5 separate regions of the Mus musculus genome follow, and regions 1, 2, 3 and 4 are each linked to region 5. Evidence: chromatin contacts called from public promoter capture Hi-C data. All regions are on one chromosome and are shown on one strand. Each heading gives the region's core, a stretch centred on a gene start, on an enhancer-like site or on the middle of the called end of the contact. The rest is flanking DNA. Distances are from core to core; before and after follow the strand shown. Region 1 holds the start of Myo7a (myosin VIIA). Region 2 holds the start of Stard10 (START domain containing 10). Region 3 holds the start of Capn5 (calpain 5). Region 4 holds the start of Ints4 (integrator complex subunit 4). Region 5 holds the start of Gdpd5 (glycerophosphodiester phosphodiesterase domain containing 5).

The links. Promoter capture Hi-C pulls out the DNA fragments that hold promoters and counts their contacts.
Region 1: a promoter capture Hi-C map of liver shows a contact between it and region 5, with 2.8 times the contacts expected there. The contact joins the promoter of Myo7a here to the promoter of Gdpd5 in region 5. A contact is called at or near these places in 2 of 39 promoter capture datasets (both in liver).
Region 2: a contact with region 5 is called in a promoter capture Hi-C map of liver, with 2.3 times the contacts expected there. The contact joins the promoter of Stard10 here to the promoter of Gdpd5 in region 5. A contact is called at or near these places in 1 of 39 promoter capture datasets (liver) and 1 of 115 datasets of contacts at active chromatin or transcription factors (pancreatic cancer cells).
Region 3: a contact with region 5 is called in a promoter capture Hi-C map of pre-B cells, with 2.6 times the contacts expected there. The contact joins the promoter of Capn5 here to the promoter of Gdpd5 in region 5. A contact is called at or near these places in 2 of 39 promoter capture datasets (liver and pre-B cells).
Region 4: a contact with region 5 is called in a promoter capture Hi-C map of pre-B cells, with 4 times the contacts expected there. The contact joins the promoter of Ints4 here to the promoter of Gdpd5 in region 5. A contact is called at or near these places in 1 of 39 promoter capture datasets (pre-B cells) and 3 of 484 Hi-C or Micro-C datasets (CD4 T cells, CD8 T cells and memory CD8 T cells).

Annotation. Positions count from the first base shown.
Region 1 is chr7:98,118,197-98,120,899 of GRCm38.p6, forward strand. It overlaps Myo7a (myosin VIIA), which reads right to left and starts at 1,297. Exons shown (of 49, transcript NM_008663.2): 1 at 1,080-1,297.
Region 2 is chr7:101,319,855-101,322,554 of GRCm38.p6, forward strand. Stard10 (START domain containing 10) reads left to right here and starts at 1,259. Exons shown (of 7, transcript NM_019990.5): 1 at 1,259-1,498; 2 at 1,860-2,179. The coding sequence starts at 1,973.
Region 3 is chr7:98,176,982-98,179,681 of GRCm38.p6, forward strand. Capn5 (calpain 5) reads right to left here and starts at 1,293. Exons shown (of 13, transcript NM_007602.4): 1 at 1,063-1,293. It overlaps Gm16938 (predicted gene, 16938), which reads left to right and starts at 213. Exons shown (of 3, transcript NR_045972.1): 1 at 213-507; 2 at 2,344-2,429.
Region 4 is chr7:97,479,649-97,482,355 of GRCm38.p6, forward strand. Ints4 (integrator complex subunit 4) reads left to right here and starts at 1,308. Exons shown (of 23, transcript NM_027256.2): 1 at 1,308-1,502. The coding sequence starts at 1,449.
Region 5 is chr7:99,380,203-99,383,047 of GRCm38.p6, forward strand. It overlaps Gdpd5 (glycerophosphodiester phosphodiesterase domain containing 5), which reads left to right and starts at 1,316. Exons shown (of 18, transcript NM_201352.3): 1 at 1,316-2,006.

The sequences.
Region 1 (2,703 bases), core at 47-2,546, 1.3 Mb before region 5:
ATGGCAGAATGATCTAACACCTGTTCGTGGCCCTCATCTCTTACCTCATCCAGCACAGAGCTGGACCCAGGAATAGGCTCGAGATGGATTTGCTGCCTCGAGTGTGGTCACCAGAAGCAGCCCCAGCCCATAGGTCTTGGTGTGAGGCCCCTCCATCCCTGCCTGGCCTGCCCCTCGAGTGAGCATTAAGTTTTCACAAGGGTCCATTCAGAGGCACTGGGACATCTGATCCTCTGCCCACGACACTGCCTGACACCTGAGCCCTGACCCCACGCCCTGGGTCTCTATGGGCATATGGTCCTTCGGGAGACCTACACCACGCTGGGGTCCTGGCAGGGGGATAATCCCAAAGGCAGCAGCAGTAGTTATGAGAGCTGGCGTCTGAAGAGGCTGCCTGGCCCCTGCCTCACTCATGCTGGTACAAGGCTGCAGGACAGACTGGGACTGTAGACTTGGAGGGTAGAGCTGAAGACCCATGGAAAAGCTCAGGTCTCTTCTACCCCATGCATGAGGCTCTACCTCTCCATCCCAGACTAGACTAGTGTGTAAGACTGTTGCTTTTCAAATTGAGAACAAAGAACCATAGTTTTTTGTTTTGTTTTGTTTTTTTCCCTAGACCCACAACTGATTTTACCTTGACCCCTGGGCAACCCCAGATGGTAACCTTCATGTTCTTGGGTCACGGATAGAGAATGTAAGGCACACAAAGAAGAAACAACGTGTGCAAGGAGAGATAGATTATCAGGGAGATGACCAAAAGACCAAGCAGAGAGAGGCATCCACACTTGCCCCCCCAGCCTCCACTCCCATCTTTCACCCCTGCCTCTGGATACCCCTGACCCAGCTCCAACCCGGAAACAACTCCACAGGCCCTGTGCTCTTCAGCTATTCCCTCATCTAGGGCATAAGCCTCCATGTGCACGGCTCGGGGCATTTTCTTTCCATGCCTATGGTGGCAAGGCCCCTGTAGGTTCAGGGGAGTCCAGTCCCAGGAACCTAAGGGCAGAGGCTCCAGAGGAGGCCCCAGCCTGTAACTCCTCCCCAGTCCAAAAGTTCCAGCCAGGGCAGCCCATCCTTACCTGGGTTTTATCCACACCCTCCGAGTCACCACCTCCCAGCCAGGAGCCAGGGGTCACAGGTCAGGAGGACTCTGGAAGCTGAGGCTGGAGCCTGCAAATTTTCAGCTCCAGCTTGAGCCTTGATCTGCTGCTGCTGTGGGCTTCCCTTGGGCTACTCTGTTTCTTGTCTCCCTGGGTCACTCTTTCTTTCTGTTCAGGGCAGCTGTCCAGCCTGCACTGCCACCCGCCCTCTCCCTCCAAAGCCTTCTCCCAGGAGGCGGAGCCCTGGGGGCCTCGAAGGTCTGGATGTGGTGACATCAGCATGAGGGGCGGGCTGTGCTGGGGCTGCTGACTAACGTCTAGAGGTTGCCCAAGGTGCTGTGTAAAGCTAACCAGCAGGGATGCAAGGCATAGAAGCTCCAGGGGGCACTGCTGGCCAGTGGGAACCTCGGGCCTGGGGCCAACCATCAGGACCTCAGGGTCTCTTGTCACATGTGTTACTACCTGCCATCTCTGCATGGTTAGGACACCTGATCACGTCCCATCTTCCTCATGATTTTGCTGGGTCTCAGTTCCCAGTAGCCTCCCCTGCTCACCCAGCTTCCCTCGTCAGGGCACTACTAGAGACCATATAAATGAGCAGGCTTGGCAATACCTGGAGCCTTGGCTGGACACAACATCCAAACCAGGACTCCCCAAGATGCACCCCACCCCCAGGCTCTACAACTGGCCCCCACAGCCTGTCCTAGGAGTCTTGAGTGTGCTGTTATCCAGACAGTTTGCAAAGCCACCTGAGTAGGAGCCACCTCACGCAGGACAGACTTACCCGGTGTGTGTGTGTGTGTGTGTGTGTGTGTGTGTGTGTGTGTGTGTGTGTGATTTAAATGTGTGATTTAAAAAAGGGAGTGGGTGGGAATGAACAGGACACAAATACTCATCATGGTAGATGAGGAAGGAGGCTGAAGGACTCCTCTTCCTCTTCCTCCTCCTCCTCCTCCTCCTCCTCCTCCTGAGACCTGGCCCCTTCTTCTGCCCACACTTGCCAGCTGGGACATCTACTCAGGAAAGCTGCTTTTCGGTGGGGGTGGGTGGGTTAAGGTGGGGAGGGGAATAGGGTGGGGTGGAATCTATAGTGGTATGGAGTGGGGAGAATCAATGGTGCAATGGTGCCACCTGCTGGGCACAGCCAACTGCTACAAGACTAAGGAAAAGCCGGTCAACTTCCTCATACCAGGGTGCCACAGTGAGACCAGGGTCCAAGGTTGACTTGCACCCAACGCAGCCTTCACCTACGAAACTGATACTTATGAGTCAGGTGAGTAGCATGAGCCTACACAGAGTGGGAGAGACACAGGTTGGAGCATCCAGAGCCCAATCGACAAGGCGGCAACTGGGGCAGGTGTGCTTCGTTGAGGCTGAGGTGCATGCTGGGAAGGCAGTGGGTGGGTGAGAAAGTGGTCTCAGAACCATAACGGAGACATTTCCTCAGCACCCAAACTCGGCTAAGCAGGTCACCCGATCGGAGAAACCTAGAAATCCATGCTTGTTTTCCCCAAAACAAACCACCTGAGATGGTGTGTGTCCTTACCACCTCATGCTCCACCGTACCTCTCCAGGTTCTGCCTGTTTTCTGCCCTATCCAGAA
Region 2 (2,700 bases), core at 9-2,508, 1.9 Mb after region 5:
ACATCCAGTTTCCTGCTTATTTTAAAAGTGGGCATGATTTACAAAGATCTCAGAGCCCTGAGCACTTCAGGGAAAAAAAAAAAAAAGCACATCTATTTGTGAACCTACAGTGCTGAGTCTGCGGTTTTCTTTTAACACCTGTAAGAAAAGAAATCTACATGGTGGAGATAAGAGGTGACTTCTGAGGGACCAGGGGGAGAATGCAGAGGGCACAGAAGGAGCCTGGGTGGCAGAGGCTTGGTACTCTGGCACTGGTGGGAATAGCCATTAGCAGACTCTGGTACTACTAGGTCAGTGGTAGTCACTTATTGCTCCTAATATCCAGAGGAGCACACCAAAGGCTTTCCCTGCTCGTCTCTGGCCCAGACAGTGACAAGACTGCCATGCTCATACTGGCCTGGCCCTAGCTTTCACTGGGTAGATGGGACAGGGCTCCCAGAATGGAAGAGTAGGCAGAAGAGTTAGTGGACAGAATTTACATCAGGCTACAGAGTAGAGCTCTGGTCCACTCTATTCTACAGAGGGGTGGAGGGGGCCTGTGCTCCAGTGTTCTGCAGCCCTGTGCTTTTGAGAACTGGTCTTCGCCTAGGGGAGGTGTGGGTAAATGGCTGAGAGCTAAAGAGGGGTGGGTTTGGAAGCTGCCAAATAGGGATGTAAGAGGTTGCTGGCTCAGGACCTCTCTCTGGCCAGAGTGAGGCTGAAGTGGAAATTTTGCCAAATTCTGGCCAGCCTTTGAACCTTGAGCCTTTAAAGTCGGATCAACTTCCGGCTGGGTTTGCACACCCTACTGGAAAATTGAGTTGGGTGTGTGGAGGAGGCTTGTTATGCTCTTGGTTCTTGGGGCTTGCAGGCTGTCGCCATTTCTAATTTAGTTACTGAGGGGCTGTCATCCCTATTCCTGCTAGTTAGTCTTTCAATTGTCATGAGGGTGTGTGCCCACCCTTGAATCTCTGAAGTGTTGTGTGTGTGAATAAGCTGTTGCAGAAGCGTGTACCTGCAAGGGTGGGAGCGAAGAGTAGAGAAGAGGCTCTCAGTTAACTTCCAGAATCTCTCTTGGCACCTCAACCTTACTCTGAGAGCCCAGGCTACTTTGTTACTTCGCTATGTGGTTCCTGCTCACAGGTCCCCGGTCCTCTGATAGTCTACATCTCTCCCCGGACTTTGCCCCTTCCCCGGGGCTTACGGGGGCGGGCGCTAGGACCCGGCGGGGCGGGGCGGGGCGGGGCTCGGTGCTCCCGCAGTTCTTACCTCCGCAGCCTGGAAAATACCGAGCGAGGCGAGCGGAGCCCGGGAGCCCCGAGCCTAGCGGGAGGGAGGAGGGCGGAGGGGGCGCGCGGGGCGGGGGGCGCGGAGCGGGGCGGGGCCGGCGGCGGGACCCACTGCTCCTCCCCCCAGGGTCCCCGCGCGGCCCCCGGTCGCCCGGGCAGCGGAGGCAGCGGCGGCGGCGGAAGAGCTCGCACACCGGCCCCGGCGGGCCCCGGCAGAGAAGCCCGCACAGGTGAGACTCCGCCACCACACCCGCCCCCACCACGGCCCCGCGCGGCTTGCTGCTGAGTTAGTTGTGCGAGTCCGGCCAGCACCGCGCGAGGACTCCGTGCCAGACCCGCACTTGCGATCCCCCAGAGTCCCGCCCGGCTCTCGCGGGCTCCTGCACCCGCTACGCAGCAATCCTACTGCCGCTCCAGGGAAGTATGAGGTCGCTCCTTGTGGGAGGGTGGCCCAAGTGACTGTCCTGTGCCGGTGCACAACCGCCTGGGGCCAGTACCTGCCCTTTTCAAGCTGTCCGCTGGTCCGGGACCCCGGCTAGCCCCACCCGCGCCCCCAGCGCACTGACTCTGGTCCCCAAACCGGTCTTGCAGGTCCCAGGAAGGTGGCGTCAGCATCTGCAGCCGCGTCGACGTTGTCTGAGCCTCCGCGGAGGACCCAGGAGAGTCGGACTAGGACCAGGGCCCCGGGCCTCCCCACGCTCCCTATGGAAAAGCCAGCTGCCTCAACAGAACCCCAAGGGTCTCGGCCCGCCTTGGGCCGTGAAAGTGTCCAGGTGCCCGATGACCAGGACTTCCGCAGTTTCCGGTCAGAGTGTGAGGCCGAGGTGGGCTGGAACCTGACCTACAGCAAGGCCGGCGTGTCTGTGTGGGTGCAGGCTGTGGAGATGGATCGAACTCTGCACAAGATCAAGGTAGGATTGCCCTGTGGTACCTGCAGCCTCCACTCCTCCCGAACTGTCTCTCACAGGAATCTCCTCGCCCATACTCAGACCAGGGACCCATAGAGGGGTGCATGTGAGCTCAGAGTCTCCTAATATAAACCAGAGGACACACATGGGCCATATGACCCGGGTTCTAACCTAGGCATGCCTGTGTGTTTGGGAGATGGGTGATGGCCAGGTACACTTAGGGGAATAGTGTCTCTCAAAGGTCTGTCTTTCAGAGTAGCTTCTGCTTGGACCCTTAGTTTGACCCACTAGGTAGGTGAACGGCCCACTTCCTCCTTCACCCGGGGTTCTCTAGCCCGCGATGGGTCTTCTGCTCTACTTTCTGCACTCTTGGGTGCAGAGGATGAGATTCCTTCCTTCTCAATTCCTCTAGTCCTCTCTGTCCCTGCCCAGTGGCTCTATCAGGCTCTGAGCCTGCAGCAGGCCTTTAGGACTGTGGCTGGCAGCTCCTGACTGCTGTCTTGCCCTGAGCCACCCTGGGGGTG
Region 3 (2,700 bases), core at 43-2,542, 1.2 Mb before region 5:
CCACACCCGACCCCCCCTGGTCTTCTTCACCTCCACCCAAAACACTAAGCCTGCAGCAAGGACCAGCAAGGATCCAGGGAGGCCTCAACCTCCCTTGCACAGCAGAGCTTCCCAGGAAGATCTCCCTGAACACTTAGCTGCCCTGGGCATTGGCTGAGTGTTCCACCCTCTGGCACAGAGGAGATCAAGGCTTGTGTCTTGGGATCCTGGGTGCCAGTTCTGGCTGGGTCACCTTAGAGAGAGGCTGCCTTCCCTTCTGCTGCTGGGGCTCATCTGTGTGAAGTCTGGGGCTGACTCTCACCACAGGAAAGACTGCCAGGGCAAATGAGCACCTGTTATTGCTCTTCAGCCCCACTCCACCCCTGGGCCCCCTTAGGGGGACCTTTCCTACACTCCCCACCCCCAATCCTGACAGCTGGAGATAGGATCAATCCTGAATTGTCTCCGAAAAAAGCCAGTTTCTGCCAGACCCGCCTTGCTCCCAGTGCCACACACCCAGCCCTGAAGGTAAGGAAGAGCCCCCCCCCCCACCCCCATTCAACTAGGGGATTGTGGCCAAGAAGGGGTGAAGGGTCATCTACCTGGGATCTTTGGTCTCATGGTCTCATGCCTACTCCAAACCATGGGATGTGGACATCTAGAAAGGTTAGAAGGTTTAATGGGTTGAGGAGCACAGGCGTGAGGACAGGAAAGGGGACCTGTAAGGAAGATTAGAGTCTAGCCCACCAGTGATAAGCACACCCCAGCACTTCTGCACTGGGAACGCGGCCTCAGAACACCCAGGTGGAGGTGAGGTTGATTTCTCACCCAGGGCTGCGGGTGGAGGTAGGGATGAGCTCAGGGGCCCCGGGCATATCTTTGGGGGGTGGGGTGGGGGTGGGGCTCCGCCTCCTAGGCCTGCAGGCCAGCGCTCAACTCCCAGCCCTGAATCCGCGGGATGTACAACCCCTGCTCGGATTCGTGCTCCCAAGGCACGCACTGGCCCGCGCTGCACCTGCACACACACCCAAACGCACACTAATGTGCGCTCGCACACGCCTCCCTCCGCGCAGCGCCTCCTACCTGCCGCGTCGCCGCAGCTGGAGCTGGACTCCCGGGATGCAGAGCACAGTGCGGGCACTGGAGCGGAGGCTAGACCAGCCCGCGCCACAGCCTGGGACTCTGCGGGGAGATGATACCCCGGCAGCCCGCAGGCGGGGGTTGGAACTTGGACCCCCGGGCTTCAGTCTGTCCCGCCCCTCCTCTCAGCCTCCTCCCATTGGAGGCCAGAGGCGTGGTCTCCCGGGGTGGGGCGGGGCGGGGAAAGGGAGGTTGTTGCGCATGCGAACTAGAGAGGCTGTGCCTCCCCCCCCCCACCCCCCTCCCTGAGGCCGCCCGATAGTGCTGGCTCGAAACTGAAAGGGTGGCCCTGACCCAACACTCCTTCAAACCCCACTCCAGTGCTGTCCGCGATAGGAGAGCATCCCGGGACGTTGGCTGCCTACCTCGCCATTGGCCTTGGAGGACCTGCGTGCCCCACTAAGTGCTGGCAGAGAATGTTGGCCGACTTGGGGTATGCATCTTAGCCGGGCTCAGACAGGGCCAAGGCAGGGCAGCTGAGAATGGGAAGACCCAATGAGATGAGAACCACTCCCTTTCCATTTGTATCCAAACACCCATTCCCAAGATTTTAGCTGGAGAAGAGGAATGTAGGCCCTGGTGAGGTGTCCAGAGGGCCCCAGTCAGTTAAGGGAAGCTGGCCCTATCCTGTCCAGACCTGTCCTGTCCTGGGCATTTATCTGCTCTGAGTGTAGACTAAAGCAGCAGGGCCCAGATTTTTGACCCTCTCTGACTGCCTTCAGAATGCCCTGGAATACACCAAGCCTTGGTTTCTTACTCTGTGAAGTGGAAACTGCAATCTCCTCAGGCCAGGCGGTTTGGGGGAATCCCAGGGAGATTTATAGATGACCAGGGCTGGCCAACAGTAGGCTGGGTCACTCTAAGGCCACAGAGACAAAGCTTGTCTGACCTGGTCATACTAGTCGCTCACAGGTCAGAAACTCAGGCCCACTCATCCCTCTAGTTTCCTGGTCTCTGTTAATGATTACCTCAACCTCAGTCATCCGGCCCTCTACCTCACCCCTGTCCCTGGCCACCTAAGTGTAGCTCCATCTGGTTACCTGACTGACCAAATAGTTTCCAACCATGTTGCTGTTCCCCCTACCCACCACCACCCACGCACAATGTTCCAAGACTACTAGGTTCCGCTCTCCATTTACCCTAGTCCTGGCCTATGGCCGCCGGCCTAGGGTTTTTACATTCTTTCCATCCCCACAGAAAAGCTCTTCTATTGCCTCCACACAGCCTCAGCGTGTCTCTGTCCAGAAGCCCTTGGTCCACAAAGCAGATCTGGATCAAGGGCTCACTCCACCAGTTACCGAGAAAGTTCTATATCCTTTAATGGTCTCAGTTTCCTTGTCTGTAAAATGGGCTTTCTAGGAGAAGCACATGGTGATTGTGGAGACAAAAAATGTCAAAAAGGTTCAGTCAAAGTCCTCAAGCAAGGTAGCAAGTAGCATTACCTCTGTCAGGGCACCTCTCAAATCTTCCGAGATAGAGCAGGGGTCATGTCTGGGAAAGTGTGTTCTTCAGCCCACAAAGCCATGGTATCCAGAGAATGCTCTGACTCTCTTCTATAGCTCTGAGTATGGAGCCAGGAGA
Region 4 (2,707 bases), core at 58-2,557, 1.9 Mb before region 5:
AGTCTTCCTACGTATAGTATAGGATAAAGATAATCTATGTGTTTTTGGGTCCTCTGTACCTACCAACTTCCTGTTCCCTCCTCTAAATGTCCCATGTTTTGGTTAAAAAAGTAAAGAACAGGTGAGTTGTAAAACTCAAGAGCACCACATATCTCAGATGCAGGGTGTTCTTGTTTCTGTATTGTTTCATTACACTGTAAGCATGTTTTTGTTAGGTAGGGATTATCAGTATGCTTGTCGTGGAGGTCACTTGTTCAAGTACCAGAGTCTTAAAGGAGTGTTGTGTTAGAATCTGACTCCCCTATTTCTGCCTTCACTATTCACTTTAATATGGGTTAAATAATAACAGCAATTCCATTCTTATTCCTTCCTTCATTATTGATCTTAACAAGGGTTAAATAATAACAGGAACTCTATTCTACTCATTGTTCATGTTCTAGACTTATTTCCAGGGTCTTGATATTTGTACTTGCATTTTTTAGGCAAAATGAGATTTATCTTTCTATTATGTAGACTGTTTTCCAAAGAAAGACTACAAAGACCTTCTGAGAAGCAGACTTAACTTGAAAAACAAGGTTTTCTGAAACCTACCAACTACAATGAAGTTAAAAACCTGTAATTGAGTTTATGCTAAATGCTAATCATAATAAAGTTCCCTTTTTATTAAGCTTTGCTTGCTTGCCAAAGTCATAAAGAACCTTTGTAAGACTTTGAGGACACCTCATCCTTCTACTGTGGGTGTGTGTGTGTGGGTGTGTCTGTAATGGTAACATTTTTGCCTTTCTATATCTCAGTGTTGGCTCCTGGTTTTTGACACCACAACACGTGGCTTCATCCTCAGTCTCAAGATTCTTTTTCACTGTTTCCCAGCTGTCAGAGGAAGCATTAGTCTCTTCACCAGAGATTCGTGGAACACACTGACAGTCCTGATAGAGACTTGGCTCCGGGTGGACCACCAGCATTCTTAAATCTTCAGACTTGCAGAGTAGTACCATTCAGAAAAATGATCTTAAACCTTTCATTGATTCAACAGGAAGATTCTTGGCTTTCTTTTCTTTATCTTTCCGTTTTTCTTCTTCTTCTTTCTTATTGATGGATAACTTCTAAATTACTGTAACAAAGTAAAACGAACTTCGGGGAGGAGCTGGAACTATGGCAACACTCACCCTAAGATTCTAGCAGGGCACCTCCAGGATACAGCTCCGGGTTTTGCCTCCAGCTCCCACCAGCCCCGCCTTTTACTCCACCCATCTTCCAGGATGCACTCTAATTTCCGTCTCCCAGCAGTAGCGGCAGCCAATCGACTCACTGGGCAGTGGAGCTTCAGGAAGAGGCCTCTCTATCCAGCAACCCCACTGCTTTGTGGGATTGCAGCGAAATCGGTGCTGTAGAAAGGTTTCTCTCCACGTTCTCAGCAAGTACAGAAGCCGAGAAGGTCCGGTGCAGCCATGGCGGCGCACCTGAAAAAGCGGGTGTATGAGGAGTTCACTAAAGTGGTTCAGGTAAGCGCTGGCAGAAAAAGCCATGGACCAGTCTGCGCGGGAGGGTTGTCCGCACCCAGGCTGTTCTCCAGATCAGCGCCTAAGCTTGTGTGTAGCCGGCTTAGGTTTAGGTTCCTAGGCTGCGCGTCAGGCAGGGGGCGTGTTAGGTCGAGGCCGCTGTTCTCATGTGTACTCTGACTTTGGGGTTTGTTGTTGTTGTTGTATTTAAAGTTCTGGGACTAGAATTCGGGGTCTTAAGCATGCTAACTTATCACTCTATCCCAAAGTCACACTCCCAGCTCACTTGATAAAGACAAAACAAAATCATTGGGACAACGTGCTGTATAGTTTTAAAAACTGTCAGGTATCTTATTTTAATGTCTCACAGCTCGGTTGTGCCAGATCGGTTATATTTGCATTCTCCTGTCCTCAGTTGGTGGCAGAACTCCTCTTAACTCGTGTACCTCTAACTTTCAGAGACAAGTTGAGCTGTATGCAAAACCCCAAGCTGACTAAAGGTCTGTAGAATTCAAGGCTCAGACCAAGCAGGCAAGAGTCACAGGACGGCAAACCTATCATCCTCTCTCTTTTAAACATAGGTGGACCAAGAGAGCCCCTGTCAGAACTGTCAGTGTGCTCCACAGTGTCTCTGTAGAAGCGATGTATTCTGCTTCTTAAATTTCCATATGTACACAGATACATACAAAATATACGCGTCTTGAGGAATACTTAAATTTTTTATCTTTTTTGTAGTAGGGGAGATTGAGTGTAGGGCCTTATGCATGCTGAGGCATGTGGTCTACCACCGAGCTGTTACAGATCTCGCTCTTTTAGGGAGTTTGTTATGATGCAGATTATGTTCAATAGGTTGGTGGTGTGAGGCAAGATCTGCATTTTGACCAGGCCCGGGGGTTTATGCCAGTGGATCCCCAGCAGTCTTAGATATTTAGGCAGAGTGGTCTCATTAAGGAAAAAAAAAAATTTTTTTTTTCTTTGAGACAGGGTCTCACTATGTAGAGCAGGCTGATCATGAACAGGAAGGAATCAGCCTGCCTTTTCTTCCCAAGTGCAGGGATTAAAGGCTTGCATCACCATGCCTGATGGAAAATGACTCTTAAACCTTCCATTCATTCATTAATTCAACAGGAAAAAATTAAAGTATTTTCAAATACTTGAGTGATTTCTGTGTACCATGTGTGGTAGGAAGTCGTTGTCTATCAGAACCC
Region 5 (2,845 bases), core at 66-2,565:
TTTTTTTGACCTCAGTTTGCCTGTAACCTGCTCAGGGAAGCCTCTGCTAACCAATACGAGGCAGAGATCTCTGGAGGTGTCCTTTGTAAGTGCTGTTGTTTCTGTCAGGAAAGCCATTCCTTTGGTCTTCTAAGCCCATGTGGTTCCTCACTCATTCGACTGTCAAGTTGCAGTGTCTTGAGTTTCTTTAAGGTGGTATTATTATGTCTTGTGAGACAGGCTCACACTGGCTTCCATTCACTGTGTAGTCAAGGATGACCTTGGCATCGCCTTAGGAGGCTAAAGCCATCTTCCAGAGCCAGTCTAGTCCAGGAATGTCACAGAGTTGGTGGATAGAATCCTATACCAGCAACAGCAATCTGGAAAACACCATGCGCCCCCTACAGTCTTGGTCCACAGCAGTGACAAAGGGGTTTCACGCAGAAAATTGATTTGAGGCTTGCAGATGAACCTGGGCTGGGCTGCCTCATCCTAGGGCTCCCCAAGCCAATTAGTGACTTAAGCCCTGCCCACGCGCACTCGCAACACTCATTCATATATCAAACCCTTCACTCCTGTTCGGTGCCTCACACAGGACGCTGGATACTTCAAAGACAGGGAGGGGTGGGGAAGGTGCACAGCCGACAGAAGTCACGATTCGAAGTGAGCTGTCCTCACACACCTCCGCTCATATTTTTGAAACTGATAACGACGTTCCTCCCTGAGCCGCAGAACTCTGGGAAAGGGGAAGTGTGGGAAACAGATCTGCTTTTTATTTTTACAAACTTTTTTGCATCGCTTCCTAAAATCAGAGCCTTGCACTGCTCCCAAATGCTACTCAGTGCAAGGAGCCCTAGCAGCGGGGAGGAGCAAGAGGCTGGCTGTATCACGCTACGCCCCAGGTTCCGCCATCCAGGGACATCCCAGTCCTAACCTCGCCTCCTCCATGCTTCGCCCTTTCCCACTGCTGGCCTCGTGCTCAGTCACAGTCAACCCAGGCCCCCGAGCCCACCATCTTGATCTCCAGGCGGCTGGCTCGCTTGCTACGCGCAGCTTTCATTGTCCTTCTCCAGCGGCACCAGACCACGCTCAGCAGAGTTCCACCCCTCTTCCACTCTCCCATTGGCTCTTGCTGCCCAACTGCGCCGGGGACCGGCCTAGCAGTGTCTCTCACGCCCCGCCTTTGCTCCCGGCCCGGCCAGGGGCGGGGTTTCTGTTGGTCCCACCCTTTAGGGGAGGGGCCAAGCTCGCAGGCGCTCCGGAGCTGTCTCGGCAGGGCTCGGCTCGGCTCGGCTCGGCTCGGCTCGGTTTGCAGCTCGGGTGGGGGTGGGCGGCTAGGGTGACAGCGGCAGTAGCAGAGGCTGCGGCGCGAGGCTGAGCAAGCGGTGAGCGGGGAGCCGGTAAGAGGAGGAAGTGGAGCGGCGGCCCGGAGCTCTGGAGTCCGCTGCCGGCACAGGTCCGCCCAGATTTGCAGAGTGAGCGGCGTCGGGACCTGGGCAGACTTCTTCGCCTTGCTCCGGCCGCTGGCGCTCCGCCTGCCCTGCCCTGCCCTGCCCTGCTTGTCCGAGCCCCGCATTCCGCGCCTGGACTTTCCTAGCCCCGTGGTCTGGAGCTGCTGGGACGTTCGAGCCCCGGCCTTGATCCGGAGTTCCGAGACGGGACGTTCTCGGCCCCATCATACTGACCCATCTCTGCTGGAGTGTCCTCCGCCCCCTGGTCGGCGCAAGGTGGCCCCAGCTCTGGGACTTGAGTGTAGAGGAGCCGGGACGCCCACCGGCCTCCAGCTCCTGGAGAACCAAATCTTCAGCTGCCTTGGACCGAACTGCTCCGGACTTGAAACTGTACTGGCACCGCCCGGGTCCAGCGCACCGTGAGGGGTCCCAAGCAGGCAGAACAGTCGGACCGAACCCCTGGGCGAGTCGAAGCTGCCACCTTTCTCCGCCCTAGGTTAAGGATCTTGGGGTGCTTGCTCCCAGGGGAACACAGGGGCTTCTCCTGCCACAGTCTCCAGCGAGCGGAGGTTGCAGGTGAGAGCCCCGGATGCGCGGCGGGAGCAGTCCCGGGAGCCTTAGAGGCAGGGCCCGGGTCAGCGGAGGGCGTGGAGGGGACACGGGCAGAGAGTGAACTGTTTAGGAGAGGGCGCGCGAAAGATAGTAGAGAGAAGCCCGCACTTATTGAGTGCCCATTGTGTGCAGGTCCGAGCCCCGCCCTTGCACAAGTCGTTCCTTATCCAAAGCTCATAGCAACCCCGAGATAAAAGCTATTGTGTATTGTTATGGGCGCAGACAGTTGGGGAAACTGAGGCGTGGCAGGGTTGAGGTCCTCTGCCTTCCATGTTGAGGATTAGACTGGGGAGAAGGGAGAAGATAAAGAGAGAAAGAGCAAAGAGGGAGGGGAGAAGAAAAGAAGTGGATAGCCTGCATGCACGTGAGAGCTTGGCAGGGTGGGGGCCTCTGGGGCATCGAAATCCAGGCACTGGTCCTGAAGCCGAAGAGGTCCTTCTTACCAGCCACTCTTGGGTCATGGGCATGCCACCTCCCAGGAAAGGTGAACCTGCGTTGAAGGCAGGGCTTCCCTGTTCCAAAAGATCTCTTCCCGGGGTCCGGGCTGGAGGGACAACCTGCTTCCCATAGTTAATGTCCCCAAGTTACTGAAGTACTCTTTATCTGTTAAAGGACTCACCATATTGGTCCCCAAGACACAGCCATGTGGAAGCTGGAGCTGTGGTCCCTCAGAACTCAGCCACCTTCCTTTGGCATTATTAATGAGGACACTGAAGACTTGTGGGGGGCACAGTGACCCCAGGTCCTAAAGCCAGTGAGTGGTTGAGAGAGAAGTAGACCTGAAAGATTTCCAAACATCCATC